Regions from separate parts of the Oryctolagus cuniculus genome. Here region 2 is linked to region 1. Evidence: chromatin contacts called from public Micro-C data. All regions are on one chromosome and are shown on one strand. The core of a region is the stretch at or near the end of the contact, and the rest is flanking DNA. Distances in the headings are between cores, read along the strand shown. Region 1 has its middle 16 kb from the start of CSF2RA. Region 2 holds the start of LOC100347948 (zinc finger protein 84).

Region 1 (7,564 bases), core at 3,206-5,705:
GGCCAGGTCCCAGCTGTCCAGCAGATCCTAATCAGTATCAAGTTCGCGGAAAGCACACTGGATGACATAGACATGGTCCTAGCACTAGCACTTGCTCTGTTGGCTCAGTTCCACCGCCTCTTCCAGCAGAGCCACCAACTGCAGCGGGCAGGGCCTCAGGATGAGGGCAGGGCCTCAGTTTCAAAGGGGTGGGGGCAAGGGCTGCAGGATGGGGGTGGGGCTTTCAAGGCCTTAGGTTGTGGAGCAGTAGGATTTCCTGCCATGGTGGGACTGGGGTCTCCTATCCCAGAGGTGGGATCTTCTTTGGGGGTGGGGTCTCCTGTCCTGGGAATAAGGTGTCCCATCATGGGTGGTGGTTCCAGGCACACACCTGCAGGAAGCAGCTCCTCCTGAGCTCAGAGCAGCTGATGTGCCCAGACCAGGACCTGCTGACTGCGTAGATCCACTGGGTCACCTGCGCAACAGACAAAGATGGGGCTGGGGCAAGCAATGGAGGCATTGGGGCTGGGGCAGCAAGGTTGGGTCTGGTAGTAGCTGGCAGACATGCTTACCTGTGCTCACCCGAATGTCCTCTCATCTGACTCTACGGCAGCAGTGGATGGGGCATCCCAAGGGATCCACCCCCTGGTGCTCCCAGAAGGGGCAGCACAAGGAAAGGAGGAGCTGCCGCTCACAGGGGGACTCTGATTAGCACAGGTATACTCGTGCCCAGGTAGATTACAGGTGGGGTCAGGGGTCACAGGTTGGGTTGAAAGCATCACAGTGGGGTCGGGAGTCTAGGGCACTCATGGTGGTGATGTAGCAGGAGTGGAACTCAGCTCCTCCTAGAGAAAGGTGAGGCCAGTGTTCGAGTCCACGTCCTGGGACCCAGAGGATGAGTGACAGGTGTGAGGTGAGGATGCCTCCCTGTGACAGGTGTGACCTGTGACAGGTATGTAGTATGTGTGACAGGTGTGAAGTGTGGATGACCCCTATAACAGGTGTAAGGAATGACAGGTGTGAAGTGATGATGTCCCTCTGTGACAAGTACGACCTGTGACAGGTGTGACAGATGTGAGGTGTGGACGCCACCCCTTGATAGGTATGAGGGATGTGCAATTGACAGGTGTGACACGTGCATACCCTACTGGGGGAGAAGTGGGGCACTCACCTACAGGAAGGGGACAAAATCCTCCTGCTCTAGGAAGTCACGCCGAGGTTCAGCAAGCAATTACAGGAACCTGCCCTGTCGTCCTGGCAGTTGCGGAGGATTCTGGAAGCATTAGCAGCACTCATAGCTCTGTCCAGGGGAGGCAGAGGTGGGGCCAGGGTCCCCTCTGCCAATCACAATGCAAGAGGCAGAGCCTGGGTCCACTCTGCCTATCACAGCACAGGAGGCCCCTCCCACTGCCCAGAACTCCCAAAAAGTCCCTGTCCCACCCCCACATACTCTCCTGCCCCATCAGAAGTTCCCAAGGCCCAGCCCACCCAGCCCAACCAGAATGTACAGGGCTTACCTGCACCACATGGCCATGAAGCAGTACAGAATACAGATCCTCTGTGCCAGCTCCCAGCCCAGTGGAACAGGAGTCCTTTCCAGTCTAAGGGGCAGCCGCAGACCTGGGAAACAACCCAGCTGTCACCGAGGCTGCCACTCAGGGTGACTGACGGTGGCAACAAGAAGAACCTGGACAGAAGCAACAGAAAGAACCCAGCCAGAGGGAGGATACAGGCTGTGCCGCTCAGGGTGATGGACAGCAGGGAAAGACCCACCTATAGAGAGGGCACAGGCCATGCCGCTCAGGGTGATGGACAGCAGGGAAAGGAAGGACCTGGACATAGCCAGGGCACCGGAAATGACAGACAGCAGCAACAGGAAGGAAATGGCCACAGAGAAGGCACAAGCCACTCCCCGCCCAGGGCCAGCACCCACCTTGGCCACTGCCAGGTCCCATAGGCCCCACCCCTGGCCTCCAGATCCACAGGCCCTGGCCCTGCCCCCTCTCCCCCTCACCCACCTTGGCCACATTGCCCCTGTGCCCCTGGCAGGCACACTGCAGTGGGAGCCTGGCAAACACCATCTCCAAGGTGCCAATGGCCATGTCCACACTCAAGGCATCCACCAGGTGGCCCCACAGGAAGCAGAAGGCTGGGATCTTGCCTGCAGGGAGTCCCAGGGGTCCCTGTGGCTCTGGTCAGGTCTACACCTGTGGGGGTTGGGCAGAGGTGGCGTCTAAGGACAACGGCCTACCCTGTCACACCTGCTGACCATTGACCGCTGACCACTGACTGCTGACCACCCACAGGACCTACCACTCCAGCCCTGGATCTGTCACACCAGTCCAGGACCTGTCAGTTATTCCAATCCTGGACCTGCCACTAAAGCCTGGGACCTGTCACTCCAGCCTGTGATGTGTCACTCACTCCAGCCCAGGACCTGTCACTCCAGCTCAGCACTTGCCATTCTAATCTAGGAGCTGTCAGTCACTGAATCCTGGGACCTGTCACTGCAGCCATTTCAGCCCAGGACTTGTCACACCAGCCTGGGACCTACCACTCCACCAGAGATATGTCACTCCCACAGCAGTGCCAGAGACCCTAGCCCCAGACCAAGCCCCTCCCCTACTGAGCCAGTGAGGGTGGGGTATAGATCTGCCCCCTTCTGTGGGGATCCTGACTCAGGACTGCAGTGTAGGCATGCCCCCTACTGTGCTAACCCGGTCCTTGGCTGTTCCTGAGCTTCCAGGGCTGTCAGTGGGTGTGGCCTCCATATGCACAGGAAGTAGGTTTGATGGACAGCTGCCCCTGGCCCCACAGTGTCCACCCAGGAACCTGCCCAACCTGGCACAGACCCTCTGCCCCACCACCCCATATCAGACATTATTGCTTAATAATTGACAGCGGTCCATCTTGCCTTTACCAGGGTCAGAGCCAAAGCCTGGCTCCAAGGAGCACATCAGGTTGGCCCCGAAGAGACCCAGCAGTGCACACTTCCACACACACACACACACACACACACCCTCCTCTTCATCATCATCCTCATGCCACTCACTGTGACGGCCAGCAGGGAGAGGGAGGACCTGCCCACAGCAAGGGCACAGGGTGTGCCACTCCGTTTAACTGCCAGCAGGGACAGGAAGGATCTACCCACAGATTGTGGAATAAACTCAACCCCCAGGAAGATTGACTGACAGTCCGGGTCAGCCGGTGACTGACAGTTGCAGGTGCAACCCAGCCTAGCCCTCAGCCTCTCGGCTGCACAGAGCAGCTGACCCCAACTCCAGCTGACCATGGCTGGGCCCAGGAACTCCGACCCCTGCGGGCCCCTGGAAAATCCCAGAAACCCAGGTGGGGCAGATATGGGGCTGGAAATAGCAGGTGAGCCCCAGCTCCACGACAGCTCTGTATCTCTGCTCCTTCCCAGGAGCCTATGCTCCGTGAAAAGTCAGGGTCTCTGGTTCTTCTCCCTGAGTCCCTCCCCCGTGAATAACAGCTCAGTCTCTGCCCCCTTCTCATCAGCCCCTGCTCCAAGCATGACAGCTCAGAATCTCTGCTCTCTTCCCATGATGCCTTGCTACGTGAGTGACAGGTCAGCATCTAGGCTCCCCTCCCATGATTCTCTGCTCTCCCTAACAGCTCAGCGTCTCTGCTTCCTTCCCATGAGCCCTTGCTTTGAGTGACATCTGTACATCACTGGGCACTTCACAGTCAAAAAAAAACAAAAACAAAAACAAAAAAAAAACACTTCTTATGAAGGTGCCTCTTTGAAGGAATTAAAAAACCTCCAGGGACCCGCAACTTCCAGTGAAATCTCCTCTTTCCGGTGCTGAAGCTTCAGGCACAGGTGCGCAGCCGCTGTCAATCACACAGTCGTCCCTGCTGCAGGACCGCCCCCAACAACACTCCAAGAAATAAAACACATGGCTGGGCTCTGGCCCTTCTAACCTCCTCCTCCCATCCCACTCCCCCTAACCAACCCAAGACCACCAGCCATACCAAAACTGGCCACGCCAATTACCAAGGCCACGTCTTCCCCGCAAATCGCTCGGTTGTAAAGCCCCCTCCTCACCTCCGCCCTGCATCTCCCGCCTCTGGGCCCCGCGGGTCAGTGGGCGCCACGGCCGGGGAATCCGCCCCGGGGTTGGGCGGCAGCATGGGCGTCCGGAGGTCCGGGTCCGCCCGGGGCGGGTGCTGGCATCCCGGCGTCCGCGGAGACGGCCACGTGGACAGCGACACTAGGGGCCTGGGCCGCGCGCAGGCACTCGTGGAACACGCGCTGCGCGCCGCTCTCAGCAACCGCAGAAAGAGCTCCACCTTCATCCTCAGAACGGGCTGGAGCGCGCGGCGCAGGGGCGTGGCGGCTTCCACCGTTCTCGCCTCACAAAGGACCCAGGGGCCGGGCCGGCCACTTCAAAACGGGCGCTCTGGACGCGGGGCTCCGTCCAACCGGCGGCGTAGCGCGTCATCACGTCCGTGGGCGTGACGTCATCAGGGCCGCGACGGCTATCTCGTAGTTTTCTTTTTCTTTCTGGCCCCCTCCGCCGATACTGGAGGCAAAGGGGAAGGTTCTGGAGCCTAGGCAGCAACCGGAATCCCCGCGATCGTGGCTTCTTGGGGTGCCTGAGGGGTCGCAGCGGAGGTTGCAGCTTGCGCTGTGCGTTCTGACGTGGGTGGTCGGGGCGGGGGAGGCAGTTGTGGCTTTGTGCGTGCGCTGAGAGTGCCAGTTATCGAGGCTCTGAAGGGAAGAAGGGCTGCTCCGCGGCGCTTGCAAGGTGCCGAGATGGAGCCAGAGTCCGGGGTTGAGGGCGAGTGGTAGGGGGAGAAAAGGAGTGAGCATGCCCTATGAGAGGCAAAACGGTTCAGCGGGATTTTAGGGCGAGGGTGGCGCAGCTGCACCGCACCTGGGGTTCTTGTGAAATGATGTGGGGCCCACTAAAGATGTGGCCCAGCAGTGAGTGAGACAAGGAGACCTGCTGCGGAGGCGGGTTCACCAGGGACTGGGCGTGGCATCACCTGTCTGGAACAGATGAGAATTTTTATTTAATTTCATGGAAATACTATACAGAAATTGCAGGTGTGCATGATTAGGGAGCTGCAGTCAGGAGCTCCAGCCAAGTCTCCCACGTGTGCATGAGCCAGGAGCTCCCTCCAGGTATCTCAGGTGGGTGAGAACCATCTGCTGCTGTTTTCTCCCAGGTGTACATGAGCAGGGAGCTGGAGCCAGGAGCTCCATCCGGGTTTCCCATGTGGGTGCAGCAGGTGTACAAAGATGAACCCATGATGGCAGGTGCACCTGCTACTCTAGGTGCAGGTGCTGCTGGCACAAGGTAAGCCACACAGACCCAGTTTGGTCCACGGTGACCTGAGAAAGGAAATCCCCCTGCTCTTGGGGTTCCCCAGACACTGCGTATGGGAGTGCTTGGTCCTAGTATGTGCAGCAGAGCATGAATCGCAGGTGCAAGGGCTCGGCTGGGCGACTGCTGGAGGCAGAAGCATCCTGCGGAGGTAGCTTTTGGTGGCTGGGTGAGTGGAGACTGTGGGGTGAATATGTGATCATTGCATGACCCAAGCATGGTGAGGGTTAGATGCCCCAGCTGTCCACCACCCAGAGCCCCTGTCTTTCACTTGGGAGTGGATCGAAGTACAGGTGATTGATGTCATTATGAATTGACAGATAGGTGATTGATAGGTGGGCGGGTGGGTAGATGGATGGTTAGATGGATGGATGGGTGAGTGATGGATGCTAATGGATAGATGGTGGGTAGATACGTTAATGAGTAGATGGATGGGTGGGTGAATGCATGGAAGGGTGGATGGATAGGTGGATGTGTGGATTGATGGATGGGTGGATGGAAGGGTAGGTGGATAGGGTGGGTGGGTTGGATGGATGGATGGATGGTTATATAGATGGATATGTGGATGGATGGATGGACAGATGGACATGTAGATGAGCAGATGGATGGATCGATAGGCGAATGGTTCAATACTGACTTGCAGCTGAGTGCATACATAAGCATCTAAGTGTCTGTGCTCATGCACATTCTAGGCAGGGCCATCAGGAAATGGTTCAGGGCCTTATGAAGCTGCTGCACCCACGTGGGACACCTGGATGAAGCTCCTGGCTCCTGCCTGCAGCTCCCTGCTCATGCACCCCTGGGAGGCAGCAGCAGAGGATGGCTCAGGGCCTTGTGCACCTGCTGCACCCATGTGGGAGACCTGGATGGAGCTCTTGGCTCCTGGCTTCAGCTCAGATTCTGTACACAGCTCATGTCTTGAGAGCCCAGGTTCTCAAGACATCTCAGATTCTCCACACACCCAGAGTAGGTTGTTTGTGGTGCCAGGAAGGCACCACACAAAACAAAACAAAACAAAAGCAATAAAACCATTTCCACAGTGTTTTTACCAACAGGAAGAAAAAAAAAAAGCAGGATGGAGGCCATAAACCACAAGTGAACATGGGCTGAGGCCTTACCTGTGCCTAGGTGCCCCTTTGCCTGCCCCAGGGTGACTGCTTACCTGTCCCCAGGGGCCCTGAATCCTTCCCAGATCCTAGGAGAAAGATGAACAGGAAGATGGCAGCCAAGGGAGCTGCTGCCTGGCCAGGGGCCCTCTGAAACAAGACTGACATATGAGTGAAAGCCATCAGAGGGGGAATTTGGCTGGTGACAGACAGAGGCCATGCCCTTTATTGAAGAGGCACAGATGGAACAGGATAAAATGGCAGGACAGAAGTAGAGCCAGCCTCAGCATTAAAGAAAAAGACACAAACACACAGCTGTCATCCTGCCAATCACATGGGTGTCAGGACCTGGACATCATAGGGATGTCATCCTATCACATGGTCATGAGGACCTGCAAATGAAACCTCCCTCTACCCATTTTCTTAAGTCTGCATTTCAAATAAATTATTTTTAAATAGAAAAAGGGAAGTAGCTTTCCAGGGGACTCATCGCTACACAGCCTTAGGCCTCTGCATCAAGCTTACTTCCTCATCCAGCCCATGAGTGACATTTCGACACAACGTATTATGGAAATGGCTTTCTAGGGGTGCCAGTGACCAGCTGGCATTGGGAGCAGAACCAGTGATGGTTGTGCTTCTGGGCTGATTATGGATAGGCAGACAGATGATTGACAGATGGATGGACGATGGACAGGTGACAGGAATGTAAGGAGGTAGACAGGTTGATGGGTGGATGATAGATTCATACATAGTGATAGAGATACAAGAAAGAGGTGATCAACATGGAATAGATGGATAGATGATAGGTGAAAGACACCTAAAGATAGAGGGAGTGAAATGATTGACAGAATAATAAGTAGATTAATGTGATTGACTCATAGGTAGATATATAGAAAGACACATGATGGACAGAAAAAGGATAGTTGATGGATTACACAAATAATTAGACAATAGGTAGAAAGATAGGTAGACAGAAGTAGAAGACAATGATAAAGATAGATAAGAGATGGTGGATGGAGATAGATGGAGATAAATGATAGGTGGATGCATAGCACAGGGGAGCTGCACTGAAAGTCAACGGACAGTGGGCCTGGTGACAAGCACCTATGTGGAATATTCTAGAAC
Region 2 (7,564 bases), core at 2,227-4,726, 340 kb after region 1:
TTACAGACACTGAATATATATTCTAGTTTCTAAGTAACTACATCATAACGAGGACCACTTTATATGGTAGTAGTTAAAAATATTTGGCTTGATGATTGCCATAGGGCTTATAGATAGCATCTGCCCATGAGATTGTGTCCTGGATTTGGGAGGATTTTATAAGTTGATTGGTGGTAGCCCTTTATTACTGATGAAAATTAATGTACTGAGAACATCTTGTCCTCTAAATAATAAAAACCAAATTAAGATTTATACATGAGTTCCCTTCTGACTTCATCTGCCATGGGAAAGCATTGAAATCCTATTGTTTCTGCCTTTTTGATCTCACCATACCTTGGTTCATGTATTACTAAATTAAATTAAACAAACTTTTTAATTGACTTCCCTGCTTTTTATTTTCCTTACCTTTGTGTCCAAAGCCTTTTGTAGTTCAGCCCACTTTTCCCTGCCTATATCTAGATGCTCCATATTTCTTACTCCCAATTTCTAGGGAAATCAAATAGCTGGTAGTTTTTTTTTTAAGATGTATTTATTTATTTGAAAGGCAGTTTCAGAGAGGCAAAGGCAGAGACACACAGAGAGAGAGAGAGAGAGAGAGGTCTTCCATCCACTGGTTCATTTCCCAGGTGGCCACAATGGCCAGAGCTGTGCTGATCCAAAGACAGGAACCAGGAGCTTCAACCAGGACTCCCACGTGGGTGCAGGGGCCTAAGCACTTGGGCCATCTTCCACTGCTTTTCCAGGTCATAGCAGAGAGCTGGATCAGAAGTGGAGCAGCTGGGACTGGAACCAGCAACCATGTGGGATGCCAGCACTTCAGGCATCGGGCTTTTATTCACTATGTCACAGCACAGGCCCCTGCTCGTAATTCTTTCAACATACCACACACAAGAATGATCAATAGATGCTTACTAAATAAATGAATGGAATCTCTTACATAGATAGGGTTAACATTTAACCTGCTTGGCTCTGGATAGTCCCTGTTTATATACTTCAAACTTGTGTAGTTATTAATATGCCCCTTTTATTATCAAATTTGTCTCAAAACAACAAATTGTGGCAGTCATCAAATAGATTTCTCCAAAATTGTGTTTATTTTTTATACCCTCATTTATTCATTCAAGTAAGAGACTGATTCTGTCTTGATGGTGAGTTTTAATGTCAAAGCAAACATGATTCTTGCTTTCATGAAGTTTTCAGTCTGGTAAGAAAGAGCAATCTACCCAAAGAGCATTGCCTGACATAGTAAATACTAGCGTGAAATGAATGGATAGATTTAAGCCTTCCTTATCCAGCAACTCTAATCTCATGAATTATAACTGACAGAAGTAATTATAAGCATAGAACTCCTTGTCATCCAGCTATCCATTTGTGTTTCTATTTAAAAACTTAAAAAAATCAAGTACACACATATACCTAAGTATGCATGATATTTATATGCTATCTTGATGTTAAACATAGGAAAAAATGACCATGGAGTAGTAGCTGCTTTGAATCTTCTTCCATTTTTAGACAAACTATAATCCTATGCGGGGCTCTACAGCATAGATTATCATTGTAGATATTCTTCTCTCTCACTTTTTGTTTTCCAGATGATAAATTGAAGGTTTTAGAAACTGAGCCCCAAGACGAAAGAAAGATTTCTAAAACCAGCATTTCATTTTGGTTGGCCTTTAATCTAGAGTTTTAACCATATTGTCATGGACAAATTCAATTCTAAACTCTTTCCACCCAAGTTTTCTATTCATAAATTGATAATACTATCTCCAGAACTAATCTAAGGTATAAATGATACGATGTAAGGCATTTACTTTCTTAACCTGGCTCCTACAAGCTACTTGGCGATGTTAGTTCTGTATCCAGTTCCCCTGTTTTCTGTACTTGGTGTATTAGAGGATGGCGTAAAATGATTTTAAAAGAACAGCAAACATCAATAACACACAAATAAAAATTGTATTCTCAAATCTGGATGCTAAACTATGCTGTCTACACCTCTGCTAAAAGTTACATTGAATTCATAGTCATTTATTATTTGAGAAGCTTTCCAGTAACAAAGCAGCCAGTAAGATTTTTCTGAGAAGACAGTTTATGAGAGAATCGTAATTTTGGGCCCAGTTAGCAGCAGTGGTTTTCACTTTCTATGATTTTGGTTCAAGAAAGGAAGAACACCAACAGCTCCTTGAGATTTGGGGGTGGGGAGGAAGAAAAGTAGGGATGCAACCAAAGAAAATGCCCTCTGGTTTCCAGTTTTTTTTTTCTCTAGATCTATTAACAATTTTATTGCTACTTGCTCCCAATACAACAACAGCATCAGTAGTGTACATGTTGATAAAAAGGAATGTGTAGCTTAGTAGAAAAGAAAGCTCAGAGATCAGAAGTATACTGAATATGCACATCTTTATGGGACGTGTATGTGTGTGACAGCTCAGCATTCCCCTGGGATCCGATGAATGCATGTTCATATAAACTAGAGAGAATTTCATTCTGGAGAATTTTTTTAGGGAAAAAAAGAACTTCTATTCAGGGCTAAGGGATTCTTTTACTGTCTGGAATTTGCCTCATTCGTCCAACCTTCTAAATTCTTGCACAAAGTAGCAGCGAATCTTTCGCGGTATAGAGTCAATAGCTTAGACTGGTAGTTTACAATGGTTAGAATGCAAGAGTCTGGGCATGCTGTGCTTTGAAAAGCTAACTGATCTATGTTTTCCTTTGTATAGTACATCTTTGACAGTTCCAGTAAAGACCTTTCAAAAACATCATGTTGATAGCACTTACCTCTTTCACATTCTCAAAAAATAATTTCTAATTCACTATTTCATTAGATAGCTAAGGTCATATTTTCTTTCTTTGAATGGAACAAATCATCCACTTTGTATTAACTGCTTCAAAAATTCATAACCTCAAATTTGTTCAATTTTAGCTCTTTGAGAAGGCTGTGGTACTTTGCTTCAATTTCTCCTCTATTAACAGAAGAAAACATGCATGCCTATGCCTCTCTAGTTTACCAAAATATATCTTTGATATTGGTGTAAATATTTAGTACATAAAAATACTATTGAGAAAAAAATCAACTTTTAATAAGTAGCTTAGGTTCTGAGTTCTATATACAAATACTTTACACTTACTCCCTGTTGAGAGCATTTCTGGTTTCACCGTGAGCAAGATAATCACTGACATAAATTACTAGCACATGATTGCAGTCAGATGCATTGTGGTTGTGAACATTTGGATATGAACCATGCAGAAAATAAATATCTCAATCCTTGACAAATGCTTTTTTGAACCTGCTTCCAAAACACTACTGTATTTGAGTGTCAATTCTAGTTCAATGATTTTTTTCTCAGCTACCAACATATAAATTATTTCCAACGCAGTCTGCCTCCACCCAAAAACCCAGCTGGTTTTTCTAGGAACGCCCTGGCCTGGACTCCATTTCCCAGAGGCGCCAGGTACTCTGACGTCTTCCGGCCTCCAATTGCCTGTAGCTGCGCATGCGCAAGCGCATGCGCGTGCTGCTCCAAGCGGCTTTAAGTTGGGAACGGAGGAAGTTCGCTTACTCATCAGTGGGTTCTGAGAGGCCGCAGTGCTGCTTCTCCCACCCTCGCCGCCTGTCTTGCCTCGCAAGTGCAACCCAGGCAATTTTCGAACAACCGCTGCTTCTGTGCGTCTGCGTCTGGCGCCCGTGGGTCCCACGTGCCGCGGACTTTCCCTGTCCCCCGCTCTCCGCTTTGCTCCACGGCAGGTACGGAAACGGGAAGGGGCGCGGATGCGTGAGGGAGAGGGGTGGGTGCGAGGGCGGCTGGCGGCTCCCAGCCGTGGGTCCTTGCCTGTCGGTGACCCTGGCGGCGTCCTCGGGCGCAGTCAGGGCTGGGCCCTGGGTGTCGTGTTTTCCACGGCCGGTCCCGCGTGCTACCTCGCTCAAACGCTCCTCACTGTGCTGTAGTTAGTGGTTACAAGAGCGAGGTCACCATGTGTGGTCACTGCGTAAGCTGCAGGCGGGAGCACAGTGAACCGGTGAGACCGCCTTCTCTATATTTAAATGACCCGCGGGATGCTGTCTGGCCGGGCCTCCTGCAGCATTCCGCGGCGGTTCCGTCCGCGTGGGGCTCGGTGGCGTTCAGCCGGGAGCCCGAGGCGGCAGAGGGGCGGGGAAGGAGGATCAAACTAGGATCTGCCCCCTGCCCGCATCCTGACCCTCGCCGGCCCCGCGGACACCTGGCGTCTGCGTCCCTGTGTGCTCGGCGTTTCCCCAGCGGGAGCAGCGTGCGTGGTGTACAGTGGGTTTGGGGATGGCTCCCTCCTCCGTGATTACTTAGCAGAGTTTTGCAATCCGGAGTATGAGGCCCCGGAAACGTGGCGGATTTATTTTGCTGTTTTTCGATGTCTGCCCACCCACCCTCACCCCTAAGCCCCTGGGACGGTCGGCAGATCTAAGCGTGCAGCGGCCTGGACTCCATTTCCCAGAGGCGCCAGGTGCTGACGTCTTCCGTGCGCCGAATGTCTGCGCGAGCGCATTGGGGGAGGAATGTGCGCATGCGCTTGCTTGGTTCTGTTGCTTGGCGTTGGGAACTGAAGTTCGCGTTCTCCTCAGAGTGGGCTCTGAGAGGCAGGGCTGCTGCTTCTCCCACGCTCGCCGCCTGTCTCGCTCCGCAAGTGCGACCCAGACGGTTTTCAAACAACCGCTGCTCTGTGCGTCTGCGTCTGGCGCCCGTGGGTCCCACGTGCCGCGGACTTTCCCTGTCCCCTGGTCTCCGCTTTGCTCCAAGGCAGGTACGGAAACGGGGAGGGGCGCGGATGCGTGAGGGAGAGGGGTGGGTGCGAGGGCGGCTGGCGGCTCCTAGCCGTGGGTCCTTGCCTGTCGGTGACCCTGGCGGCGTCCTCGGGCGCGGTCAGGACTGGGACCTGGGTGTTGTGTCTCGCACCGCCGCTCCCCGGCAGCCCAGTGCTACCTCGCTCAAACGCTCCTCACTGTGCACCGGAGGGGGGAACTGCAGAAGCAGAGCCGATCGCAGCCCAGCGAAGGAAGGCCGTGAGACTTCGGTTCTCTATATTTAAATAACCCCGCTTCCCACTTTGCAAGGATGGCAGAATGCCATCGGGCTGAGCTTCCTGTTTGTATCCTGAGGGGGTTCTGGTGGGGAGGGGCTCGGTGACCAGCAGTGGGTGTGGTGATAGAGGATCAGACTAGGGTCTGCCCCAGGGTCCCCCATCCTGCTCCTCGTCAACCTGGTGGGGTCCGCAGGGACACATCAGGCAGCTGGGGCCCTGCGTGTTTGGCCTTTTTCTCAGCGGGAGCAGCGTGAAGGGTGCTCAGTAGCTTTGTGGATTGATCCCTCTTTTTTTAACCTGGAGCTTGAAGCCATGGAAACGTAGCTGATGATATATTTTGGTGCTTTTCGATTTCTGTCCTCAGCCCGTCTTTATTCTGTTAGTAAGAATGTCAACTGTTATTACCTGCTTTTGATCCCTTTGTTAGAGTGGTGTTGTCACCAGATTACTAATTTATGAAGCTCATTTAGCATAATGAGGTTATCTAGGAAGTAAAATAGAAACTGAATCTTGGAAAGAGGTTATTAGGGTGACAGCATTTCTACTCTGAACCCCAGTGTGTTGTTTTTGACCTTGTCTACCACAATGCTTGTGAATGAACAGTTAATTGTTTCTGATGGGAAGAGCTGCTTCAGACGCATGAAACGACTGTAAGACCACTTTCTGAGCAACCACGTTTTGTGCCCATTAATATGACTTGGAAACAGCCAAGAACAGGATTCCTAGACTCTTGAGGGTTACTGGCTGCTCTTGGCACATCATTCCCTGCACTGCTCTAAGTTTCTGGCAAGTTGTTTACAATTTGTAAGAGAGAAATGTTTCCTGTGAGAGACATAATCTGGTAATGTAGCAGTGATGTCTTTAAGGAAAGGTGCCATGTGAGGAAGCAGTTTGATGGTGTCCATCTTCCCATTAATGACAGTCATTGATGTTAACCACATGTTGGGAAAAGGCATCCTCTCAGAATTGGATTAAGCCAGGAGGTTTCATCTATAATTTATCAGTTTTCTCAGTGTGAGGGAAAAGCCAAAATACTACATTATATAGATTTTTTTTTTTAATATTTATTTACTTGAAAGGCAGAGTTACAGAGAGGGAGGGAGAGACAGAGAGGTCAGTCTTCCACCCATTGGTTCACTCCTTAAATGGTCACAAGGCTTGGGCTGGGCCAGGCTGAAACCAGGAGTTAGAAGCTTCTTCCTAATTTTCCACTTGGGTACAGGGATTCAAACACATTCCCAGGTACATTAGCAGGGAGCTGGATTGGAAGTGGAGCAGATGGGTCTTGAACCAGTACCCGTGTGGGATGCCAGCACTGAAAGTGGCTGCTTTAACCCACGATGCCAATCCTAGGTGTTTTTTTTTTTTTTAAAGGGGAGGTTAATTTTTTCTGATATCACTCTCAATATAAATATTATAATTTGTAGTAGATGATGATTTTGGTTATATTTTGAGTTTCATTAAATTTCATTTTAGTGTATGTTTTTGAAGTTATTGGGTCCTAGTATTTATCTTATGTTATCCTTACTTTATTTATATTTTTTTATTTTTATTTATTTATTTGAGCGATAGAGTTATAGACAGTGAGAGAGAGAGAGACAGAGAGAAAGGTCTTCCTTCCGTTAGTTCACTCCCCAAATGGCTGCAGTGGCCAGAGCTGTGCCTGTTTGCAGTCAGGAGCCAGGTGTTTCTTCCCAGTCTCTCATGTGGGTGCAGAGGCCCAAGTACCTGGGCTATTTTCTATTGTTTTTCCAGACCACAGGAGAGAGCTGGATTGGAAGAGGAGCAGCTGGGACTAGAACCAGCGCCCATATGGGATGCTGGCCGCAGGCAGAGGATTAACCTACTGTGCCACTTCGCTGGCCCCTATCCTTGCTTTAATAAATAAACTTTCTCCCATCTCTTATTTAAACTACATTTTAGAAATGATTTATTTTGTGTATTTGAACGACATAGTGTCACAGAGTTAAAGATAGAGACAGAGGTGTCTTTCAGCTCCCAAATGGCTGCAGTGGTCAGGGCAGGGTCAGACTGAAGCCAGAAGCTTGAAACTCCATTAGGGATTCCCGTGTGGGTGGGAGGAACTCAAGTGTTGGACCAACTTGCTGCCTTTCACAGGTGTATTAGTAGGGAACTGGATTGGAGTGGAGCAGCTGGGACTTAAACTGATATTCATACGGGATCTGGCATTGTAGGTGGTAGCTTAACCCAGTGTACCACAATGCTAGCCTATCAGTAGACTGTTTTAAATTGAATCAATGACTATGAGAATGCAGATTCTAAATTCACAAGGGAAATGGAAAGAAGGTTCTAATTCCAGTTGGTTCCATGGGTCTTTTTTTTTAAGCTTTTATTTAATGAATGCAGATTTCATAGGTAAAACTTTAGCAATATAGTGGTTATTCCCCCTATACCCACCCTCCCACCCCCTCTCCTGTCCCACCTCCTCTCCTGTCCCACCTCCTACTCCCTCTCCCATCCTGTTCTTCATTAAGATTCATTTTTAATTAACTTT

Evidence for each region. Hi-C and Micro-C count contacts between places; a contact is called where the count stands out from the background.
Region 2: a contact with region 1 is called in a Micro-C map of ear pinna, with 12 times the contacts expected there. The contact joins the promoter of LOC100347948 here to the enhancer-like site in region 1. A contact is called at or near these places in 2 of 6 Hi-C or Micro-C datasets (ear pinna and an unstated tissue).

Annotation. Positions count from the first base shown.
Region 1 is chr20:3,362,331-3,369,894 of mOryCun1.1, forward strand. No RefSeq gene overlaps it. Among named protein-coding and RNA genes, the nearest start is that of CSF2RA, 16 kb to the right of the region's middle. Within about 2 kb of position 4,456, at least 6 of the 8 cell types and tissues checked have an H3K27ac peak or open chromatin away from gene starts, as enhancers often do. A contact at or near this core is called in ear pinna, where this site is marked.
Region 2 is chr20:3,700,174-3,707,737 of mOryCun1.1, forward strand. LOC100347948 (zinc finger protein 84) reads left to right here and starts at 3,477. Exons shown (of 7, transcript XM_070065655.1): 1 at 3,477-3,742; 2 at 4,592-4,770. The coding sequence starts at 3,492.